Linked DNA regions of Gossypium raimondii: region 2 is linked to region 1. A link is a contact called in public Hi-C data. All regions are on one chromosome and are shown on one strand. The core of a region is the stretch at or near the end of the contact, and the rest is flanking DNA. Distances in the headings are between cores, read along the strand shown.

Evidence for each region. A called contact is a pair of places that touch in the nucleus more often than the background predicts.
Region 2: a Hi-C map of leaf shows a contact between it and region 1, with 2.4 times the contacts expected there. The contact joins the promoter of LOC105764203 here to the enhancer-like site in region 1. A contact is called at or near these places in 2 of 2 Hi-C or Micro-C datasets (both in leaf).

Annotation. Positions count from the first base shown.
Region 1 is chr12:41,596,007-41,600,528 of ASM2569854v1, reverse strand. It overlaps LOC105764197, which reads right to left. Exons shown (of 6, transcript XM_012582706.2): 1 at 4,426-4,522; 2 at 4,132-4,352; 3 at 3,826-4,045; 4 at 3,318-3,403; 5 at 2,933-3,024; 6 at 2,195-2,795. The coding sequence starts at 4,515. The coding sequence ends at 2,554. Among protein-coding and RNA genes, the nearest start is that of LOC105764197, 2.8 kb to the right of the region's middle. Within about 2 kb of position 1,383, the one cell type or tissue checked has open chromatin away from gene starts, as enhancers often do. A contact at or near this core is called in leaf, where this site is marked.
Region 2 is chr12:41,683,875-41,688,467 of ASM2569854v1, reverse strand. It overlaps LOC105764203, which reads left to right and starts at 2,643. Exons shown (of 10, transcript XM_012582709.2): 1 at 2,643-2,883; 2 at 3,970-4,072.

The sequences.
Region 1 (4,522 bases), core at 134-2,633:
CCATTCGGCTTGGCTATTAGTGTCACACCAACACAAGCTAATGGTGTTAATGCGAAGGTACTAACCTGTATGACAGAATACAAGTTCAGATACCAATTAGGTAAAAAAAAGAGAAGGAAGAGGTACCCACAAGATGCAAATGGACAATTTCATGGGCTAAAATATATATTGACCCATCTACCATAGTTAAGTCTAATATATAGAAATTAGGGTAAACTATAAAAAATAGTCACCCAACAATTAATGTGTTCCTATTTTGGTCACCGAGATTTAAAAATTCTTATTTTAGTCAATATTTTATTTATAGAATAATACTTAAATAAATTTCTATCAATTTGGCCTTAATTCTAGAAAAACCCAACAAATTTAATTGTCAACTTTATAAATTCTATCAATTTAGTTTTGATTCTTAAAATAAAAAATAAAATAAAAACTTAAAAAAATTGAAAGTTCGTTTTCGATAAAAAATGCATACAAAATTATAAATAAATGGATGCCCATTTTTTGACATAAAATTTATTTATTAAATATTATTTTATAAATAAAATATATATTTTAAAACCCCACAAACAAGACTCAAACTTTTTCCTCTCAGTATTCTATAAATAATAATTTATTTAATATATGTCTGCATTCTTTGTTAAGGGTTAAATTTGGTAAATTTTTATCAAAAATAAACATTTAAATATATATATTATTTTTAAAAGTTTTGAATTTTAATAATTAAGACTAAATTAATAGAATGTGTAAAGTTGAAGGTTAAATTTGTCGAATCCTTAAAATTAGAACCAAATTGATAAAATTTATAAAGACTAGAGGGCTAAATTTCTCATTGTGTCAATAAAAAGGCTTCCGTTAGTAATTTAACAGATGAATGAACAAAATGTTAAGTTTTGATAATATTGATGACTAAGATAAAAATTTTAAGCTGAAGTAAACAAAATGGGTGTCATCTAAGGAAAGCTCCAACCATTTCTCCAAATAAAATTTGACATTAAATTATCATTAATCATAAATAAAATGAAAAACATTAATAAACAAAGTTGATTTTGAGAAATAAAAAAATATAAAATGTTAAATCTCCTTTAGTTAATAAATAATTAACAATATCATATTATAATGTTGTTTTTGTACGAAATATAAAATTTTTATAATTTAAAATAATAAAAAGCTATATATCATCCTAATAAGTTTGATGGTAAGCTCAAGTCAAATAAGAGATGCAATAGAATGTGTACTACTCCAAGACCAAAACAGCGTTGGTCCAAACCAATCAAATTGGTGATAAAAAGAGTTAAAAGAAGAGCAAGAAGAGATGTGATTAGTGGTACTGGTAATACAGCGTAGTTGGGGAGCCAATTAACGGAAGCTATTCATCCGTGTCTATGTTAATGTCATCCAGTCCACACCTTCAACATTGCCTTAGCCTGTTGGCTTGGATTTGACTATGACACAAATAACGCGTCTTTAGCCCTCTATCTTACTATATATAACCTTTAAGTCAAGTCACCTAAAATTCCAAGTTAACCCAATCCTACTTTAATTTTCGTACCGGAAAATGTAACTCTTTTCTGTATCACTTGGTAACTTCAAATTTTAGGAATTAAAGAAAGATACTTTTACAAAATACGTGAGTAAATATCTTTAACCCTTCCGTAAAAATTACAACATCATAAAGGTGTTGGGATGATACATAATTTTGTTAACTTCCAGCAAGAATGTGAAAAGAGGCTCTAAGTAGTATGAGCAGAGCCCAAGTGTTTGGTTGTCTATTGTTTTGGAAGGGAGCAATGGTGGAATTAGAGCTAGCATATAAAGGGAAGTTGTAGGCTGTAGAGTGTTGGCGCTAGTTGATACTGGATTAAGTAAAACTAGTGACATTTTCTTCCAAACACCTAACAACTTTGGACTCATCTGCCTTGCTTAGCTTTCCTCTTGTTTTTGACTTACAAGCAACTCCCACCACTTCTTGAATAATTCTATTACATATTGAGATTATGTATAAGGGACGAGAAGATAAATTTACACGGAAAGTTCGAATCTGGACATAGTATTATGAAGATTGAGACACGGTTATACCAGTAGCTTGTTACCATTTATCCATTAATTTAATAAAGTGATTTAACTCTCCAAAAATATGAAAATTATGCGCAGCTAATCTTTCATTTTGTTTGAGGCGAAGAAGAGGAGGAAATTGTGAAAATTGTTGTCTAATATGGTCAAGATGAAGTATCATATCATATACAATCCGGCAAAGTTTCGACAGTTTTAAGGGCCTTACTTATCGGACATCATTTCTTTACAATAAAGCCCCCCCAAAAGTAAACAGGCTTAAAGCAGACGCAAAAATAAGGCTAAACTACTCAACTGGGATACCCTCGGATGAAACTGCTGTCACCGCTGACGTCACACTGGACAGTTACAAAAAAACAAGTGGCAACCATAATTCTAAAAACCAAAAAACCGGAAAGAGATTTTGTTTTTCTATTCTTCTTTGTATAATTAGTGATCAGTGGGTTCCATGGGATTGTGAGACAGTGCAAGTAACAAAGACTAGCCACGTCGAATCCCCGTGAAGTAGTTGAAGTCATGATGCTGGACCCTAAGTTGCTTTAGCCACGAATCTGCCACGCTTAAAAGCGACACTAGCCTTTCTTGGTCCCGTCCTGAATTGCCCGAGGCCCACACTTCCCCTTGCATCTTGTATGTGGCCATCCCGAATGGTGGAAGGGAGATGCACTCCCCTTCCTTTCCCTTCCTTTCGCCACCCTCAATCTCATTCTCCGGGTCCATATCTGCACCCAGAATATTCATTATCAGCACCCAAACTACCACATGCATATATAAAACAAGCATTCTTCATTACTGTAATGAATATTTTAACCAATGATAAAGAAGGGGATTTTAACAAAAGCTAAAAGGGAGGAACAACCTTGGAAAGAAGATGATAGAGTGTGGTAAGTAAGGAAGCATGTGGACAAGTCCTTTATGGTCCTTCCCATGGGAATGTGATAAATTGGGTACCTGACATTATCAAAACATCAACCAATGAGCCTTTTTCAATCATCAAAAACTATAGTCTTTTTCTTCTCTTTTAATTTTCTTGAAATATTTATCCATATTGAGCACTGACTTAACCTGTATGTAACAATCATTTTCGAATCCAGGTATACTAGACTAGAAATTAGAAACGATAACAAAGAGGGGGATTTTATAAAAGTTGCTCTAATGTTGCATAATTTTTGCCGTTCAATTTATCTGATTATAAATAGCTTGTCGTGTGTGCATTTGATAGTGAAAGAGAGGAAGAAAGAGACCAGGCCACTGCCATCCAACTAGCTGGAGAAAGATCAACGCTCCTCAATGACATCAAACCTGGGTATCTTCCAGATAATCCATTAATCTGTAAAAGCAACAAAACCCACAAGCTTTCATAATGAATAAACAAATTTTACCCTAAAATAATAAAGGTCGCAATCATCCCAAATTTTTAAAACCACAAAGCCTGAAACTTAATTGTTAAAGTTGAATGACAATTTCAGAGGAAAAGCAACAACTTATGCTCAGGGATGGATGATAAAGGAAGAAAGATTGTGACCATGGCCAAGAAAGAAAGCAAAAGAATTTTCATGTTCAAAGGTCAAAAAAGGTTTTTTTTTTTTTTTACACCTTTAAAAAGATACTTATATTCTGCCAAATTCACGGCTGTTTTTTCAATCGAACAATCAGGAAATGACAGAAAGGCAGATAAATTGCAAAATCAAAGGGAAGAGAGAATGTAACCGGAAAAAAGGAGAAAGACAGTAAGACCAAGAGAAAAAGTACCTTATCCATGAGGGGCACTCTACCATAAGGAGCCGATCTCTCGAAATACTGAAAGTAAAGGTAACCCAACCTATTGTTGAGGTGGCAAAGGCTGTCTTGCTCGGACCCTCCCTCCTCCGATGAGCATCCCTCCCATCTCCATAACTTGTCACTCTCGCTCTCTTCACTGCTTGAATCACTGAAGGAATCCCTCTCGCCGTCACCTGATTCTGTCTCTTCCCTAAGTGTATTATGTAGATCATGGTGTTAAACTGTTCAATGGTATACTTCAAGAGGGGAATTAAAAAGAAAAGAAAAGGGAATTACCTAAAGCTGTTGACAGAAGGATTGCTGGTAAAGATTTGAATGGCAGATAGGTAAGGAACAAAGTACTGGACTAAGGTTTCGCTGTCGTTCAACACAATGGGAATTCCAGCTCCATACGCACTCCATTCATCAAAACAATCCCAAAGATCAGATAATGTGAAATATTCAACCTTTTCTCTCTCCCAAGGGTGCCATAAGCGATTAAGGTTACTAATCTCGCTCTGCAAAAATAAACAACTCATAATCATAATCACAATCACAGTATGAACCCATAATTAAGATAATGAAAACTACCTTGGGAAGGAATTGGGATTTGAGGGTTGGTGTAGTGCAATGAAGAAAGCAGTCGAGGTTTGATCGCGTAAAAGCTGTGTCGAAAATCATGACTCCA
Region 2 (4,593 bases), core at 1,394-3,893, 87 kb before region 1:
TGAGTGTGCAGATTTTACAATATTTGCATGATTTTACAAGTATATTTTTTCTATTTTAAGTATTTTTTATTATTCTTTAGAGTTTTTCTCGTTTAGGTTTAGTAAAACTGTCCAGTTTGGCCTAAAAATTCTCTTAAAAAATGAGAGTTTTTAGATAAAAAATGCGCTTGGACAAAAAATAAGGCCCGTTTTCTAACGGGTTGGGCCTCGGGTAAAATATTTTTGGCCCAGCCCAAATAAATAAAATATTTTTTTAAGAAAAATTATCTTGCTATTTTTTTGTTGTTCCTAGCGTTTTGGTGTTGTTATTGTTATTTTTTTGTTGTTATTTTTGTGTATTTTTTATATTGTTTCGCTATCGTTTTTAATATTATTTGGATACTGTAGAACCTATATTTTATTGTTAATTTTGCTACTATTTTAATTGCAACTATCTTAATATAAAGAATTATGAAAAGTTACATTTTGGTCACTAACTTTATCTACTTATAATGTTTTGATCACTTGTCTCATTAATGGTCGATCAGACCTTAATGAAAAAGTGAGATGACACATTAATTCAAGAGTTAATATCCTATTTGATCCTTAAACCATAGCTAAAACATTCAATTTGATACTCTTGCAACATTTTACAGAACAACTAGAAACTCTACCACACATTATGTGTGTGGAAGCCACATTAGAATACAAATTTGTGTTTCAAAATAACATATAATAAATAATTAAATGTATAGTTTGGAATTAATTAATAATACACATGATATATTTACGATATTAAAATAAAAAAATAAGTCGTAAGTAAAACAAAATTTAAACATAATGAATATAACATATTAAGAATACTAAATGAATACAAATATTTAACATGGTATTGTTATCAATCCTAAGTTGGTGTCAAGTTAATTTGTGATACCATCTTAAATACTAGTATAGATATACAATTGATGAATATAATAAAACTACATTGTAAAATTAAAATGTATAAATTATTTAAAATAAAGCTTTGGTAAGTGATAATTTAAAGTTTTATGCATCGGTATGGGTTCAAATCCTTATAAGTAAATTTTTAAAATAAAAGACTAAAATACTATCAAATAATATAATCTATTTTAAATATAAAAGCATATTTTTGTAATTTTCCTAACTAAGTTGGTGTCTAATTGACTCGTGACACAAATTCAGTCAAGAGTATAAATATACAATTGATAAATGTATTAAAGTGTACATAATCATATTAAAATGTATAAATAATTTAAAATAAATTTTGGTTGAGTCGTAAATTTATAGTTTTACATATTGGCGTGAGTTCAAATCTCACTATAAATTTTGTCATTTCTCTAATCATGTTGGTGTCGATTGACTCGTAATACCAACTTAATTAAAGGCTTAAAATATATAATAATATAGATTCGGAAAAATTATTAAAAAAATCTAAAAACATAAAAAGAATCTTAAAATGTCTAAAAATTCAATTTAATTTTGAAATTGTAAAAAAATGTTTTTAATTGTAATTATGTAAAATTTAATTAAAAATTCATAAAAATTCTAAAAATTCTAAAAATTATATAATAAACAAAACACGATATTGAAAAAACAAGTCCTTAGTTTTTGGTTGTTGTGGTCTGAATTTTTAAGGTTTGTGTAGGGTGTTGTTTTTGATGAATGATCCATTGTTGTGTTCTTTCATAGTAATGGATAAACACAAGCTGGGTTCTTTCTCATTTAAACTAAGGTTTTATTTTATTTTATAAAAGACAGTTTTCTTTTTCTTTCTGATTTGAGTTGTTTTGTTTTTTAAATTTCATTATTGGGTTTTGCTTTAATTTGCATTTTCTGTAGGTTTAGAGTTTTTGGTAGTTCAAATATCAAGATAGAAGTGAATATATAGTTAAAAAGTTTGGGTTTTTTTTTTTTTGGTTTGGTAGATGAGAAAATCAAGGAAAATCTGGGATGTTAAAGAATTCCTATGCATTGAACATTGGAGCTAAAATCCTTGCCATTGGACTTGGAACATGACAAAGTGGAGGAGACCTTTGTGTTGATGCCGTGAAAACAGCATTGTTGGATGAAATCAAAGTTAAGAAAGCTTTCAAAGGTTCTAAAAATTATATATTTTAGAATTTGCATGAAAATTTTAAATTTTTTATATAATTAAAATTTTAAAAATATTTTATAATTTCAATAAATAAATAATGAACTTTCAGAAAATTTTAAGATATTTTTATATTTTTAGAATTAAAATAAAACCTTTCTCGAATTATTGTTAAAATGTTATACAAGTACCAAATTGAATGATCAAATTAGATATTAACCGTTAAATTAATATGACACATCATTTACCCGATAAAATTTAAACGGCCACTAACGAACGAATGAGTAACCAAAAAGTTATAAGTCGATAATACCAAGGACTAAAATATAATTTTTCATAATTAAGTGGTTAAAAAAATGAGGTTGATATTTTTGTATTGTCACTATTATTTTTGAAGTGTTTTTTTCCCAAATAGAAAGTGAAGATAAAAAATTTTAAAGTGGAAATAGAGTTATGTTATAAAGTTAGGTAGGTAGCCAAAGTATAAAAATATGTAACACCCCATCCCTCCCGAGTGCTACGATGAAGGCAAGTGATCCGGGAACTTCGTGGCAGAGAGAGAGAGAGACAATAAACAACAATAACACTGCATCTATGATGTATCCAAATTCCTTCTCCCAAACATGTTGCCTTTCTTCATCTTCATCTTCATCTTCATCTTCTCTTTCTCTTTCTCTTCTTCCTCCTTTCTCTATCACTTCTTGCCCCACACTTTTGCCCACCTGGCAATCGGGCCCAATTTTCTTCACAGCACATGCATTAGCATTAGCTGGTAGACAAACCCTTTCCAGGTAAAATGTTTTTACTCTTTCTTTATTCCTTGTACCTGTGTTTTAATTTGTCATGCATTGCATGTCAATGTTTTCCTCACAAGAGACAATATGCTATTCCCTTTTATGACTTTTCTTCCTTTCCTTTCTTTCTTTTGCATTACAATTTAAAACTTTTATCTTCACTTTGTTCTTTTGGGATGCCATTAAACTTTCTTACATGCAAAAAGTGACCATTGATTGCGCTCTTATTTCTTAATGTTTCTTTTTATCTCAACCCCAAAATGTACTCTTCTTTTTCATTTTCTGGGTATCTTTGTGTTTGTGTCATCATTATATTCCTTGACCCGCTCTCTCTTTCAGAGAGATGGAATGATGAGAAGGGTTGAAAGGGATGGAGGCGCATGAGTTTACTGCAATCATTTGTTACCCATTTTCCCAATCCTTTTTGGATTTTTTCCCCATTTGCGTTAGGTTAAAAGGAATGTAAGGATCTAATATTTTATTTTTGGTTCTCTCATGAGATTAAGGAAGCGTCGACAATGCTTTCCTTCTTGCTCTTCTCTTCACAGAGTAATCCTCCCCCTAGCCCTCCATACCCCTTTTTTTCTGTCTCTGATTTTGATCACTGGTGCTATTACAAGTCTATTAATTAAATATAACTATTAGCTTAAGCTGTTCTTGTTATCAAGCTTAATTTGGGCTTGCCTCTTGGCAAATCTCATGAATTTGCAGTAACCTTTTTTTCAAATATATATATAAAGCTTCGTTGCTTGCAATCAACAAGGCTATGACTTTAGGAGTATCTATATTCATTGAGTTCCTGCTATTTATATTTAAAAAAATTTCTTCCATTTCTGCATTTAGTAGTTATGTCTCTTCTTCTGTTTTATGTCAGAATGAATGCATTGCATTATATGATGAATAGTTAAGAGCTTAATTATATGCATGGGAATCTACAATTCAACGTTTAGATTCCTATTGAACCGTCAACCTTATGAAACGAGTTAATGAATTTGCAGCCTATCATTCTCAGTCAGGACAATGCCACTTTTATTTCTATGCAACTAATCGGTATTGACTAGTTCGTCGAAAATTGAAATGTAGGTTGATGAGGATGAAGTTTACTGGAGACGAAAGAAGGGCGGTGAAGAGTTGGAATGGCCACACAATTCCACTCACCTACTATCACAGTTAGCTCAATGTTTTAGTGAGTAGATTTTCCTAATAAATTCTTTCAGCATTCCAATGTTTCGGCACTCCAAATTAGGACAGTCTTAATTGCCTAGCATGTTTGGTATGCAAGTGTATATTTGTTCAATTCCTACTTTACATTGACATACAATGCTTTCTGAAACCATCATCATTATGTAGCTTAATATGTAGCCAAATGGAGGGAAACATTTGTACAGCTTAACTAGTTAGAATTATCTAATCTTCTGACACTTCATGAGTTGTCTTGAGCTCTTCATATATCACATGAGGTTCCATGATAATGAGTAGAGTTAGCTTTAGACTGACATGTCATTGGCATTTCAAAATACTAGGAGAGCTAAAAACAAAAGTCTTACGAGGTAGAACACAACATAACCTATTGCTAATTCAAATTTGCTAACCTAGAAATTTGCCCTGTTTTTCTAGCTTTCTTTATTATTAGCATTGGTTCTTTATAGGTATATTATGCTTCTTTTCTCCTTTCCTCTATGCCAAGTCTCAACAGCTGCAGTGTAG